Linked DNA regions of Mus musculus: regions 2 and 3 are each linked to region 1. The links are chromatin contacts, called in public HiChIP or PLAC-seq and Micro-C maps. All regions are on one chromosome and are shown on one strand. Each heading gives the region's core, a stretch centred on a gene start, on an enhancer-like site or on the middle of the called end of the contact. The rest is flanking DNA. Distances are from core to core; before and after follow the strand shown. Region 1 holds the start of Stk38l (serine/threonine kinase 38 like). Region 2 holds the start of 3010003L21Rik (RIKEN cDNA 3010003L21 gene). Region 3 holds the start of Amn1 (antagonist of mitotic exit network 1).

Region 1 (4,848 bases), core at 1,291-3,790:
CAACTCTACTACTTACTGTCTACCTGACTTTGACACCTCATTTACTCCCTCAGCAAGGTGGGAGTAATAGAAACGCTCCCTCTGGTAAACAAGATATATAAGCGAAGGGTTTGGCAACAGAGGCCCTGTATAAAGTGTTCTCTTACAGTCTTACCATCCACCAGGTCATCCAAATCATCTGCACAGATGCCTTTTCCTCCTGAAACCCTTGAGTTGTCTGGTAGGACTGATCCTTCCTTCCTTGGCTTCAGTAGGAATTTTATATTCTAGTTACTGGAAGTGGAGTCACATGTTTCTCCCTCAGGACAAAGACCACAGCATTTGTGTAAGGCAGGCAACTAACCCTTCTCTCCCTTCATCCCTCCTTCCAATGCTTGTAAACAATAATATCCTGGCAATCAGCAGAACCTTTACCTGGAGATTGAAGTGCCCTGTAGCCTGTATATGGCAGCACTGATCATGCCTCACTAAATACTTCCTTGGGACTTGAACAGAAACTGTTGGGGGAACAAAGAAGAAAGGATAGGAGAATATACCTGCTTGTTTAAACACAACTCTGCTGCCTTAAGCTTGCTTTCATCATCTCACTGAAAGAGACCATGGTGCTTTTCATATAAAAATTCAAGGGCAGGCTTTCTGCATATGTCTAGTCTAACCCAGTCATAGCTTGCCCATCTGTTGATTTGAAAGTAATGCTAGGATTCTCAAACAGCAATATGCTTGCTTAACTGGTCCTACATTTATGGAAAATAAACTCATTTAACATTACAGCAAGATACAAAAATCCTCCTGGCTTTGGTGTCTTCAACTTTTCCTAGCTCTGTGAGAAGGCACTTGCTAAGGCATGTTACCAATTCTACTAACAAGATGTCACTGGTCTTTGAGAGAGTGGAACTTTTCTAAAGAAAAATGGCCAAACTGAGACTAATGCTTTATCATTTTGGTTTTTTATCATTTTCCTTTGTTCTTAATGTCCCACTTTTTGAAATTAAAATCTAGTATTTAAAAAGCTGCAGAGTTTGGTTTTTGAGAAAGAACTTAAAGTTGGGTGGGTAGAGAGGAGGAGAGGATCTGGAAGGGCTTGAGGGAGAAGGGACTATGATCAAAATATATTTAAAATTTAAAACTGTTTTAAATAATAAAAACTGCAGAGAACACCTTTTTATTTAGACAGCCTTAGTTTCTATTCTTTGGCTTATTTGTAAGCAAACTCAAGAAAACAAGTGCTGAGACTTCCAGTATTCTATTTAATGTGGTTTTTCTGAGTCTAATTTGTTCATTACTTAACAGCAAGGCCTTTCAAAAGAGCACGGAAACTACACCGAACTATGCTTCTCATTCTAAACACATCCCAACAAATGGGATGCCTAATCGGGCCTCTAACTAGGAGAAAAAACGCTCAGCAGAGCGAAGGCAAATACCAAACTTTTATCCCTTGTACTTCTTCTGAGACCAGGATTTTCCAAATAAAAGTACTTTTATGACCTCGCGCAATATCATAATTTATCGTATATTTAACTAAATTATCTCCCCAAATAGACACAAGAGCAACTAACTCAAATAAAGTGCCTCTTGGCCACGAGGGAAAGAGCATAATAAACTTAATTGTTTTATATATCCTGAGGCGTAAGAGAAAAACCTTTCCATTTAGGCTTGTGCGTGAGACATCAAGACAACTTGATATGCAAATTGCAAGGCTTATTGACTTAAAGTAGGGAGACCTGACCGATTTAAGCCACGACTGCCAAATAAGGGGTAATCACCACCTTAAAACCATTGAACTTTGTTCGCCTGGCTTCTTGGCAGTCGTGTGGCTAATACCAGAGCCAAATCCATAAGTGGCTTCTACCGAAACGCGTCCCAAGTTGCAGAGGAGCCGGAGAGCGCGCCGGCTCTGCACCGAGTGAGTCCCGAGGGGCGGCAGCAGCGCACCTCTACACCAGCCGCTGCTCCAGACCCACCTCGCATCTCTTCACCGCGTTTCTCCAAACTTCGGGACCCAAGAGCGACCCCGCAACAGAGAAAGTAGCATCGGTGACAGGGACGCCGCGGCTCGGGCACAGTTTGCCGTCGCTGTGCACCGGCAACTTTGTGCCGGCGAGCCGTGCCCTCTGCGTCCGGAGGGGACGGGAAGGTGGGCCCGGAGCAGGACGCGCGCGGGGCTGGCGGCTCCGCTCCCGGTACGCAGGCTGCCGCACCCGGCTCGGCGAAGGCCCCGGTGACTGACAGGCGGTGGGGGCGCGGCCCCGCCTGCAGCCCGGGGACGCCGCGCACGGCCGCGGTTCTCCGCTCCGCCAGGGACACCTGGGCTGGGCGCCGCGGGCTGTACCGCGCCAAGCCCCTCACACCTCCCCGCAGCGAGCGCCGCCCTAGCCCCGCGGCCCTGCCCCGCGCCGGCGCCGGTGCCCTCGCCCGCTCTCACCTGCCGGTGTCGCCCGCGCCCGCTCAGCCTCCTCCTCAGTCACCGCAGCCCGCGGCGCGCGTCTCTCGCGCCAGGCCCCGCCTCGTCCCGCCCCGTGAGGCGGTGCCAAAGCGGCCGCGCCAGAATCTCGCGAGACTTGATCTCCTAGATTTTTTTTTTTAAAGGGGTCGCCCCTGACGTCATACGCACCCAGGCGGAAGTGTCCTTCTGGCGTCAGCGCCAGTACCGACCCCCACCTTCGCGGGCGGAAGTGTAGGTTGGTCCAGGAACCTGAGCTCAGTCTAATCACTACTGGGCGTTGTAACGTTCTTGTCTCATGGCCCTCTCCAGTTCTAACTGGTTCTGCCTGACCCTGAGAGAGGCCTGGTGTGATGGAGCTCTCCTCAAGGCAATGCAAAGATGGCTCCATAGAGGAGAGATCACCAATGTAGCAGCTCTGTGACTTCCACGTCTCTATAACTGAACCCGAAAGGCTTAGGAGGATTTAGAATTTAGGAAGACCACAAGAAACTTACCAGCATACATGAAAATTTGCTAAACTTACCTGAAAAATCCCAGAGCAGTTGACAACATAACATACAGCATTAGGCTAGAAAATTGTCGTCGTCATTGTCTCTTCCCTTCGCATCAAAGGTAGGCAGGCAAACTTCAGGACCCGCGGACTAGCCAAACACTATACACTGTGTGTCCTACACACACCTACTCTTAATTTATACATCCAGCACAGTAAGAGATTAACAACCGAACCATAGATTTAAGCAACCTCAACAACATTTACTTTAAAAAAACAAACAAACAAACAAACTTTGACGCCAGGTACAGTGTTTCATGCATGTAATCCCATCACCAAGGAGGCTGAGGCAGAAGCTGCGGCAAGTTTGAGACCAGCCTGGGCTACATAGTGAGTTTGAGCCCAGCTAGAGCTACAGAGTGAGACCCAGTCTTAACAATACAAAAGCAGGCTAAATCTTATCTTTGATGTAGACAGCCAGCTGCTCTTGTGCTTTGGGGCTATTATGAAATAAAATGAGGATTATTGGAACAAGGACCATGCCTCCCAGGGGGCCAGGAGTTTCACATACACAACATTGACACTCCAGAGGAACTGCTAGCGTCCTGGGAGCAACACAGTGAGGGGAGTGAGAGACTTCATTGGCTACTTAGAACGGCATTTTCAGTTTAAAACTGGTGAATCATTTATTTCTGGAATTTTCCACTTCATAATTTTGGAACATGGTTGACTGTGGGTACTGCCAAAGTGAATCTGTGGATAAAGGGAGAAGAGTGTGTGATATTTAGAAAATCACTTTCCCATGGAGAACACAGGGGAGAGTTTTGGGAAAGTGACAAGAGTTTTGCTTTTTAAGATAAAACTGGTCTTTGAGTAAGACAAACCAATATTCCCAATCACTATTAACAAATCCATTCTTGGAGCCGGGTGTGGTGGCGCACGCCTTTGATCCCAGCACTCGGGAGGCAGAGGCAGGTGGATTTCTGAGTTCGAGGCCAGCCTGGTCTACAGAGTGAGTTCCAGGACAGCCAAGGCTATACAGAGAAACCCTGTCTCGAAAAACAAAAAAAAAAAAAAACAAAAAAAAAACAAAACAACAAAAAAAAACAAATCCATTCTTCAAACAGTGGGATTTTATGAAATACCCTTAGCTTTTACACTATTAAAACAATATATGCAAGGGCTAGAGGATGGCCCTCTTCTGCTCTCACAAAAGGCCAGAGTTAGGTTCCCAGCACCCACAGCAGATGGTGCACACCTTAGTAACTCCAGTTCAGGAAATTGGATGCCCCTTTTCAGCTACCAGAGGCACCTACATACATGTACATGTGCACACTTACACAGAGACACATATATACAATGTAAGGGTCCAAAAATCACTGAAGGAAGAGCCCAGACTCAGATAGTATGCAAAAACAAAGAGTGTTTATTCCACAGAAACATCCAGTATGCAAGGGTCAACCATTCTTTGAAATGACGATCCCAGACAAAGGCAGGCAGGCCTTCTTACAGGAAACCAAGGGAACTCTCTAGAAGAATTAGGTAATCTATAATCTCATTGGTGGGTGCTAGGGGGCCACAGGTGATCAGTGGTCTACATTCCAATGTCATGAATGTTCAATCATGTGTGGCCAGTGGTCTGTATCCCTATATCACAATCGTTCAACCACGTGATGAAATAGGGCTGCCCAGCGCAGATGGCCCATTCTGAGATAAGATATTTCCCATTTTTGTGTTTATCCCCAGACTGTTCTTTGGGAGGGGGTTTTATGATCTTGTTCTGGATTTTATGGTCTGTTCCTAGAGCTGCTGTCTTATGACTTAGTCCCCCAACTTAGTTTTGGGGACTTATGGTCTATTCCTGAAGCTGGAGCCTTAAGGCCTTTTTTGAAATTAGGCCTGGTCCTTAAATGAA
Region 2 (4,319 bases), core at 189-2,688, 2.2 Mb before region 1:
AAGGTGAGTGATTCTAGTCCGGACATCGGTGCAAAACTGTCTCCGAGGTTTTGTTTTCTGTGATTTTTTTTTTTTCTTTCCTCCCTTTACCTCCCCCGCCTCCTCCGTCCTTCCCATACACAAACACACAGGAAGTTTTGTCTTGGAGATGGCATTGCGGGGAGCGCTGCCCTCGTGCTCTCCGGACTCCAGATTCTTTTGTACAGAGGCGTTGGAGATGCGCTTCTTAATTGAGGAGGATATTTGAGGTAAACCGAAAGTCAGGGTGTGGGGAAAGTGAGTGCAGCGTGGAAACGAACGAGCTGCGGCGGACTTGCATCCACGCTGAAAGTGACAATGACTTTTCTAGGTCGTAGTGTTTCCTGCAGACCCGGAGAGCAGGGTCGGGGTCGCAGATCCCGTGTGGGCTCTGCTCTGGCCAGGGGCTTGGGCTCCGCGTGCACCCGCGTGTTGCGCTACCCCGGCGCTCGCGACGGTGTTTGCACGCGGGTGAACAACAAAGCCGGAGCTCGGAAACTAACTTGCCAGTTCCTGGAGCCGGCGGCCACACAGGCTGAAGGCAGCTGGTGAGGGCCAGCGCCGGGATGGCGCGACGCACGCGGCGTGGCGTTGTTGGAGAAGTCCGCAGGGACGCGGCTGCGACAATGAGCGCGCAGCACGCGGTCTTTGCACTCGGCCGGTGCCGAGTGGTCTCTGCAGCCCAAAGTTCGCTGTCCGTCTGGTCACCTGTAGCGTGGGTGCGGGCGACACGGGAGGGGTGGCCGTGGCCCGCGGCACCAAACAGTGCGGATGAAGGCGGCGGCGCGGTCCGCTGCTTGAGGCACCCAACTCTTTTTTTTTTTTTTTTTTTCCCTTTTTGTTGTGTGTGCTTCACCTGACAAGCCACGTGCTTAGGGCCGCGACCGTGCTACATCTCAGTGTCCAGCTCGGAGTGAGCCGCGGGCTGCGGTCGCCGTCGGGGCTGTCGGGAGCAGGACAATGTGATTTCCTGGTGATGGCGTCTTGCCAGTTTCCAAAGCACAGCGAAAGTCGCCAACTCGCAGCATATGCACGGCGGCGGGGACCTCTGGGCGTTTCTCATCCGGGACTCCGCAAAAGTTTGGCCCCAGGGACCAGTGGCTCAGGATACCCGAGCTCGCGTGGGTCCCCGGGCGCGGGTCCGGGTCGCCCCGACGTCGCCGATGCCGCCGGACAACAAAGGGCCGCGTGTGCCCGAGCGGCGCGGGCCGGGCGGGGCGCGGGGCGGCTTTTGTCCCTTAGGTCCTCTCGGAAACTTCAGCGGCGGCTCAGCGAGGCTGTGTCCGTGGGGGCGCCTCGGCCTGCGGGTCACCCATGCGGAGCGACGGAGCGCTGCTCGGCGGGACGCACGCGTGGCCGGGGCTCCGAGGCACGGGAGGCCGCGTCTGGGAGGTCCGTGCATCCGCCTTTGAAGTGGAACTGTTGCCATGTTTGAATTACGTCAGGCCGAGCGTGCGGAGCGGCCCGGGAGCAGAGGCGCGGCCTTCGGGCGGCGCCGGCGGGGCGCGGGCCGTTGTTCCAGCGCAGGTGAGGGCGGCGGATGGCGCGTGGTGCCCGGGGACCCCGGAGCGCTGGGCTCCCTCCAGGAGTGGAGCTCCGCGCCCTACCCAGGACCTCCGACTACACGCGGGGAAGTTTCGGGGCGCCGGCTCTTGCCCCTCTTGGAAGTGGAGACTGAGGAACTGGGGGTGCGTGCAGCCTTTGTGTGTTTACACGTGGGGCGACCGGCGAGGCGCAGGGCAGGTTGGGTTGGGCGGCTTTTAAGACGGAGCAGTTCTGGTAACCAGCACCCCAGTCCGCCTCTTGTTATTTTTCTTCTCACCTTTCCTTATTGCAGGTGAAGAATGACTACGAGCCAGACGTGCACCGTGTCCCCCCTCCCCCTCCATGTTAGGAGTTCGTTTCAAGTAGGCTCTTGGTCTTCTCTTAATGCTTTCTAAAGAAGGATCCGGCAACTTTTTTAGTGAGAGGTGGACGTAAAACTTGTTTCTAGCAGTGTCCGGAAAACATCTGCTTTTGAACTGAAGTTTGTCAGACTTGAAAATCATTTTAATGGTTTTTGTGCTGCAAAACTGAACGCGAAAGTCTGGGGTTCGTTTTTTGAGTCCCCGCAAAGCATAAATGCATTTAAAGTATTCTGAGGATGTTTTGTGTTTTGACCTTAAAGTATGCAGGACTCAGATAAATCTTAGATAACCTTGAGAACTGCTGCATCTGGGGAGTAGGGCCTTTCCGAGATAAAGGATGCTGGGAGAAGTTGCCAGTGTAGGGAGCCCTTGCTAGTTTCACAATTCCTGGGAACTGGGACTGACCTTCTACTTACCCTCTTACACTTTTTTCAAGCTAACTTTTTGGTATGTGGCTCCAGGCATAGCTCAAAAATTATGCTCGTTTGACACATGGATGCTTCTTTGGTATTTGGGGTTTGCTTGCAGTCTAGACATCCAGCCCAGCAACACCATATCTGTTGCGACTTTCACAATTAATCCTGTGTTTCAGTTAGCTTGTTTTCATCTAGATGTGGCCTTGACTGGGAAATAATAATTTTTGAAGTGAATAGAGAGTGTGTCAAGAAAATTAAAAACCTTGGATATTACAACCTTGGCTTTCCTTTGGGTGACTCCAGGGACATGTGAAAATAACATGAGGTACTTTGCAAACATTGTTTTGTTTTTAAGTAGACTACTTACTGCAAGACTTCAGCTTCCTAGGAAAGTCTATACACACATGTAGAACTAAATGATTCTGTTATTATCAAATGATGTTTCTAAGAGAGATTTGAATGAGTTAAGAGAGAAAGAAAAGCAAGGTCTTCACTGCCTTCTTTTATTTTTGTGGGTGGCTGGAGATTTTAAAGAACATCTGTGTGTGTGTATCTTCATATATGAGGCCAGGTGACTATTGGGGATAGTCACCTCAACCACATGAATTTAGGGATCAAATTCAGGTAGGTGGTCAGGCTTCATTGGCTGAGTCATCTTGCCAGCCCTGTTTTAAATGCCCACCCTCAAAACTTGCTATGCTTGTTTTGAACCCCATGATATAGCACCTGTTAGATAAGTGTTGTACCACTGAGCTGCCTCCACAGGTATAAAATGCCACCCCCCTCCCCAAGACAGGGGTTCCATTGTAGCCTTGGTTGTCCTACAAATCACTTTTTAGACCAGACTGGTCTTGAATTTGGAGATCCACCTGCCTCTGCCTCTGCCTTCCAAATGCTTGGGATTAAAGGCCCATGCCACTGCCAGCCAACTAAAATAAACTTTTAAATGGGAAAATATTTTTCTCTTGTTTTGATCTCTCTTTCTCTCTCTGAAGATTAATTAATGTGTGTTGGCATTTTGCCTTTATGTATGTCTGTGTGAGGGTGCCAGATCCCCTGGAACTGGAATTGTGAGCTGCCATGTGGGTGCTGGGAATAGAACCAGGGTCCTGAAGAACAGCTATCAATCTTAACTGCTGAGCCATTCCTCCAGCCTCAATGGGAAAAAATCTGAAGCCAACTTCTTAAGGCTGCTTTGAGGACAATTAATTTCCTATGCCAAGCTTTAGAAATATGTCCTTTGGGGTTGCTTGCTGCTCTTCCTAAAATCTTGATAATGGGATCCCAGCACTCATGCCAGGTGTTCCATAACCACCTGTAAGCTGCAGAAGACCAAACGCCCTCTCCTGGCCTCTTTGGGCACTCTGACACTTGTGCACACACCTACATTGACATACATACAGGTAATTAAAAATAAAAGAAGAGCCGAGCATGGTGGTGCACGCCTTTAATCCCAGCAGAGGCAGGTGGATTTCTGAGTTCGAGGCCAGCCTGGTCTACAAAGTGAGTTTCAGGACAGCCAGGGCTACACAGAGAAACCCTGTCTTGAAAAAACCAAAAAAATAAATAAATAAATAAATAAATAAATAAATAAATAAAAATAAAAGAAATCTTTTTAAGGTTTGAACTATTTCCTAAGTACCTAAAAACAATTCTTTAAAAGAAATCATTTTCCCTTTCTCCGGAGATGATAAGACAAGACTGACTGACTGGGAAGAACGGTAACACAATTCTCAAGCCATACTTAATTGTTCAGAATGCTTAGTGTGACACCTGTAAAAGGGGCCTGCAAGCAAGTGGGATGGGTCTCTGAGTTTGAGTCAGCCAGGGTTTCACAGAGGGACCCCATCTCAAAAGAAAGAATGCCTCCGGTGGGAAGCTGCAATTCTTTTGATTCACTTTGATAATGGTAGTAATACCTAATTTCACAGGGTTGAAAACGACTGAAATGTGAAAGTAAGTGGCTGCTGTCCTCAGG
Region 3 (4,504 bases), core at 1,403-3,902, 2.5 Mb before region 1:
CTTTCCTCGTACCCCTCCCATATCCATTTCTTGAGAATAGACATTGTTTAGATCTGGAAATCCCCTACTCTCCCCTTTCTCCTTTCCCCCCTGAGGGCCTATAAAAACTGGGACCTCTTTCCCCTCGAGGTCGACTCCTCTACCCCTTTGTGGGATATGAGTTGTCCCCAGAGCTCTGGCTCACCCCCCCTCCCCAATAAAGCATCATGTGGTTTACATCAAGCTTGGTCTATCGTGAGTTCTTGGGTGTCCGCTATTGTCCTGAGGCCTGAGCGAGGGGCTCCTTTCAGAGTCTTTCAGAAGGAAGGAAGGAAGGAAGGAAGGAAGGAAGGAAGAAAGAAAGAAAGAAAGAAAGAAAGAAAGAAAGAAAGAAAGAAAGAAGAGAGAAAGAAAGTCAGTCTTACCTAGGGGAGCCAGGTCCCTTCATGATCCTTTTTGAAGGCCCAGTCTTCTCCACAGTGGCATTCTTACCAAGTTTATGTATTGGTATGGAGTGCTCTTGCTGAGGGCCTCCTTGCTACAGGGACTCCACCTTGTATATCGTCTCCATTTTGTACTAAACTAGATTCTAAGAAATGACTGAATTTCCAGAAACTGCTTCTGGCCCCAGGTGTCCTACATGAACTTGAAATATATATCTCAACTTATGCTTTGTTGGTTATCACCCATACATGCCATGTCTGAAACCCAGAAGTTGCTAAAGAAACTTTGATTGGCTGGTCTCTATCCAAGCCAAGTTATCAGGAAGCCATCTGAGGTACTTGATGGATAATAACCCACTTCTTAAGGTGCCAGGTATGAATCCAGTTGGAAAGATACAATGTATACGTGTACTCAGTTAGTTGCCTCTATTCATGTCCCTATTTCACCTAATTTGTGTTTTGGTTTTGTTACTATTGTTTTTGGGTTTTTTGTTTTTTTGTTTTTTGTTTTGTTTTGTTTTGTTTTGGAAACAGGGTTTTTCTGTGTAGCCTTGGCTATCTTGGAATTCACTCTGTAGATCAGTCTGGCCTCAAACTCAGAAATCCACCTGTCTCTGCCTTCCAAGTGCTGGGATTAAAGGCATGCACCACCACTGCCCGGCTTGGTTTTGTTTTAAAAGGTTGCTCTGTCTTGTCCTTCCCTGTCCTGCCCTGCCCTGCCCTGTCCCACTGACAGTTTGAATTCTGAACCCAGCTGTTTCCCTGATATACTAGTTTTATGAATAAATTGTGTTGCCTGGAACTTGGTTTTCATAGTGAATTATTCCCAAATTCTCAGACCTTAACATTCTGATCTGAAAAACAGGCCAAAGAATTTCAATTTAGAAGGATTATAATGAATATGACCTGTTGGGGTCCATGAATAGCCACACGCTGACCACTTGGACACTAATCTCAGATATGATGAAAGTTTATTGACTACTTAATTCAGGCTTATCGATTAGGGACATAGAAAGGACTTGGGAACCAGACTGTGCTACCTAGGGCAGACTGGTTATAGGAAAACCAAGTGCAGAAGACATTGTAAAGCCCCAGAGTATCATTACCTGCCGGGAGACACACACCCCCGCCCCCCCATCCGAAGTGAAATGAGACTCTCAGATCCATGCAAAAGCAAGAGGTTTATTTTTCTGGTCCGCTGGGATCGACCTTCAGCGGTCTCTCAGGCAAGAGACCAAGAGACCGGAGGCGACCCTACATACAAGCACCTTTTATACATTTTTAAGCCTATTACAGTAACAACACCTAAGCCCTTGGTGATAAGTTGTTAGGCTGACCTTTTGGCTGATTGGCTGGGCCAATATCAGATCATCCTGGGAGAGTAACTTCGTTCCCCAGAGGGCCCAGGTGGCCTTCAGCCAGGACGTTGTATGATTTTTCTGAGAAGTGTTTTGTCAGTCATTTCTGCGAAATCGTCCTGGGGTCGGGAGCGAGAAATTCTCCCTTGAGGCCTAATACCCTCTCCTGGAGCCATCTCAGGGTTCGATCAGAGTCGCTTAGTCTTATCAGTATTATGAGCTGCCCTCTAAGCTGACTGGTACTAAGTGAGATGGGTAAGGTGGTAGTTAGGGGTTTCCAGAGTATTGAGCTAACAGAGCATGAGTATTATGGAGAACGTTATGTCAGCTACGAATAATTACTTCTAGGAAGCACAATCTGAGAACCTGTACTTAATTTCACCTTATGAGCAATATGGAGACTAAAATCAAAATAGCTAGTCATGTTAAACGGAACAGGCCTTAATATGTCCCATTCCTGGAATGACCCAGGACTGCATGGTTCAGCTCTTGCTTCAGGCGCACTCTGTGGAGATGACTACTGCAGTCCTGTAAACCCCGTGTTTGAAGTCGGTGTCTGTATCTGACTAGAGACTTGGTTTGCTTCATGGGACCTGGCATCGCACCAGCAAAAGCAGTGACCTGCCATTAGCCTTTGCCTGGACAGCGACTTCTGGCGACTCTTGGGCAGGAGAAGCAGTAACTGGCAATAGCGGGCAGGAAGAACTACAAGTCCCAGGGGGCTTTGCTCCCGCTTTGGATGCCTCTACATTTTGTGCCAGTTAGTTCTGAGCAGCCCTCAGTTCTGCCCAGAGAGAGCGCTGAACTTCCTCTTCCGCTCCTAATGTGGCCACGCCCCAGGTCCAACTCTGTGACGTCATTTAGGTTTACCAGTCCTGCGCGACCGGAAGTTGGTTGTGGAGGGCCGCAACTGCCGTCCAGGCTTAAGAGGGCTTCCGCGATGCCTTTGTCCGGAGTAGTCAGTCAGCTCCTGGAACTGTGAGTCCGCCCCAGCTCCCAGTCCCTTCCCTCACGTCCTGCTGGCTCCTAGTCCTTGTCCCGGCTTTGTGTCTGGTCTCTGAGGACTGTGGTGCACCGTGGGGCTGGCGGCTCCACCCGATGGCCTGTCTCAGGTGGGCGTTGAGGGTGAAGGCAGAACAAAAGAAACCTGGAGCCAGGCTGGACCAACAAACCTCCACTAATACCGGCGTGACTCGCTAGCTTTGGGACCATGAACAGTAACAATCTCTCCCGATTGTACAGGAGAGCTTTCTAAAATTCGGATAACAGTAGGGCGTGGCAGTTCACGCCTATAATCCCAGCTATCCGGAAACTGAAACAGGATTGCCACAAATTCGAAGCTAACGGGGTAATGTTGTAATACACACGCATACCCAAGCAAATCGCGTATTAGTACCTGTCTCAAGGAGTCTTTGTAAGAATCAGCTTAACATATGTAAAGCCCTTAATCCAAACACTTCTTGAGAATTCAAGTTGAAGTTCAAGGCTCTTCAGCCATATAGTGAGTTAGAGGCAGGCTTTAGTATTACTTGTTATTTCTATTTTTAGAAAGAAAAACTATTAACAGAAAAGCAGGAATGGTTTAACAATTGGAAACTACAAAGACTACATTGGTTCCGTTGTTGACTTAACAGTACATAAACAAATGTTATTTCTTGCCTAAGTTCCAGCTTTTTCTTCTGTATTGTTTTGTTGCTATTTATTTTTCCTTGAGACAGTCTCATGTAGCCTATGCTGGCCTAGAACACATTGTGTGTGTAGCCAAGGATAACTTTAAACTTCTGATCCTTCTTCATTCATTTCCTGAATGTTGAGATTACAGACACACACTATATTATTCCCAGTTTACCTCAGCCTCCTGAGCCCGAGGCAAGCATAATGCCAACTCAGTTATATCCCCAACCCTTTTGTTTTGAGACAGAATCTTATGTAGCACAGGCTGGCCTCAGACCCACAATGTCAGGCTAACCTTGAACTCTTGAGTCTTCTGCCCCAGCCTTCCAAATGCTGAGATTATAGACTTGAGTTATCAGCACCAGCTTTGGCTTTGGCTTTTTGAGGACAGGGTCTCATGTAGCATAACAGGCTAGAAATTCATTGTGTGGCAAAGGATGTCCCTGAACTTCAAGATCCTTCTTGCTTGTACCCATAGAGTTCTGGGATTGCAAGTATGCCACAATTGTTTGTGTAGATAGAACTTAAAGCTGACTTACCAGAAAGCAATTTGACAATATTGTTACCATACCACAGAACAATATGGATGCTTTTCTAAAGGGAAATAACTAAATGAGATGTCCAATGTGAAGCTTATAGCCATTACAAAGGGTGAGAATACTGAAATGCTTTTAAGGTTTTCACAAGAGATTGTTGAATGAAAAGGACAGTAGGTACTGAGAAGTAACTATTACCGGAATGCTGTTTTAGGAAACTGACACCTCCCTTCTCAATACCCTTCAATACCTTTATTATATGTTTGTGTGGGGATGTGTATGCAAGCACAAGGGAAGAAAGAATGTGTGTGTGTTTGTAAACAGAATTTGTGGTTGCTTGACACAGGTATGAGTTTCTCAGATGGCCAGAATTTGAAGCCCTAAAACATGTTGGTTACATTGCTTTAAAAGAGGCTAAAGAAGACTCTACCTATTCTGGTATATTGGCTGGTTTTGTGTGTCAACTTAACACAAGCTGGAGTTACCACAAATAAAGTTCCTCAGTTGAGGAATT

The links. A called contact is a pair of places that touch in the nucleus more often than the background predicts. HiChIP or PLAC-seq counts read pairs in DNA pulled down with a chosen protein or histone mark.
Region 2: a contact with region 1 is called in an H3K4me3 HiChIP or PLAC-seq map of embryonic forebrain, with 7 times the contacts expected there. The contact joins the promoter of 3010003L21Rik here to the promoter of Stk38l in region 1. A contact is called at or near these places in 4 of 39 promoter capture datasets (hippocampal neurons, liver and pre-B cells) and 2 of 115 datasets of contacts at active chromatin or transcription factors (astrocytes and embryonic forebrain).
Region 3: a Micro-C map of embryonic stem cells shows a contact between it and region 1, with 10 times the contacts expected there. The contact joins the promoter of Amn1 here to the promoter of Stk38l in region 1. A contact is called at or near these places in 2 of 39 promoter capture datasets (hippocampal neurons and pre-B cells), 1 of 484 Hi-C or Micro-C datasets (embryonic stem cells) and 1 of 115 datasets of contacts at active chromatin or transcription factors (astrocytes).

The regions. Positions count from the first base shown.
Region 1 is chr6:146,722,622-146,727,469 of GRCm38.p6, reverse strand. Stk38l (serine/threonine kinase 38 like) reads right to left here and starts at 2,540. Exons shown (of 14, transcript NM_172734.3): 1 at 2,423-2,540.
Region 2 is chr6:148,941,976-148,946,294 of GRCm38.p6, reverse strand. It overlaps 3010003L21Rik (RIKEN cDNA 3010003L21 gene), which reads right to left and starts at 1,438. Exons shown (of 2, transcript NR_144294.1): 1 at 1-1,438. It overlaps Sinhcaf (SIN3-HDAC complex associated factor), which reads left to right. Exons shown (of 6, transcript NM_019643.4): 1 at 1-3.
Region 3 is chr6:149,186,860-149,191,363 of GRCm38.p6, reverse strand. Amn1 (antagonist of mitotic exit network 1) reads left to right here and starts at 2,652. Exons shown (of 7, transcript NM_001113424.1): 1 at 2,652-2,758. The coding sequence starts at 2,721.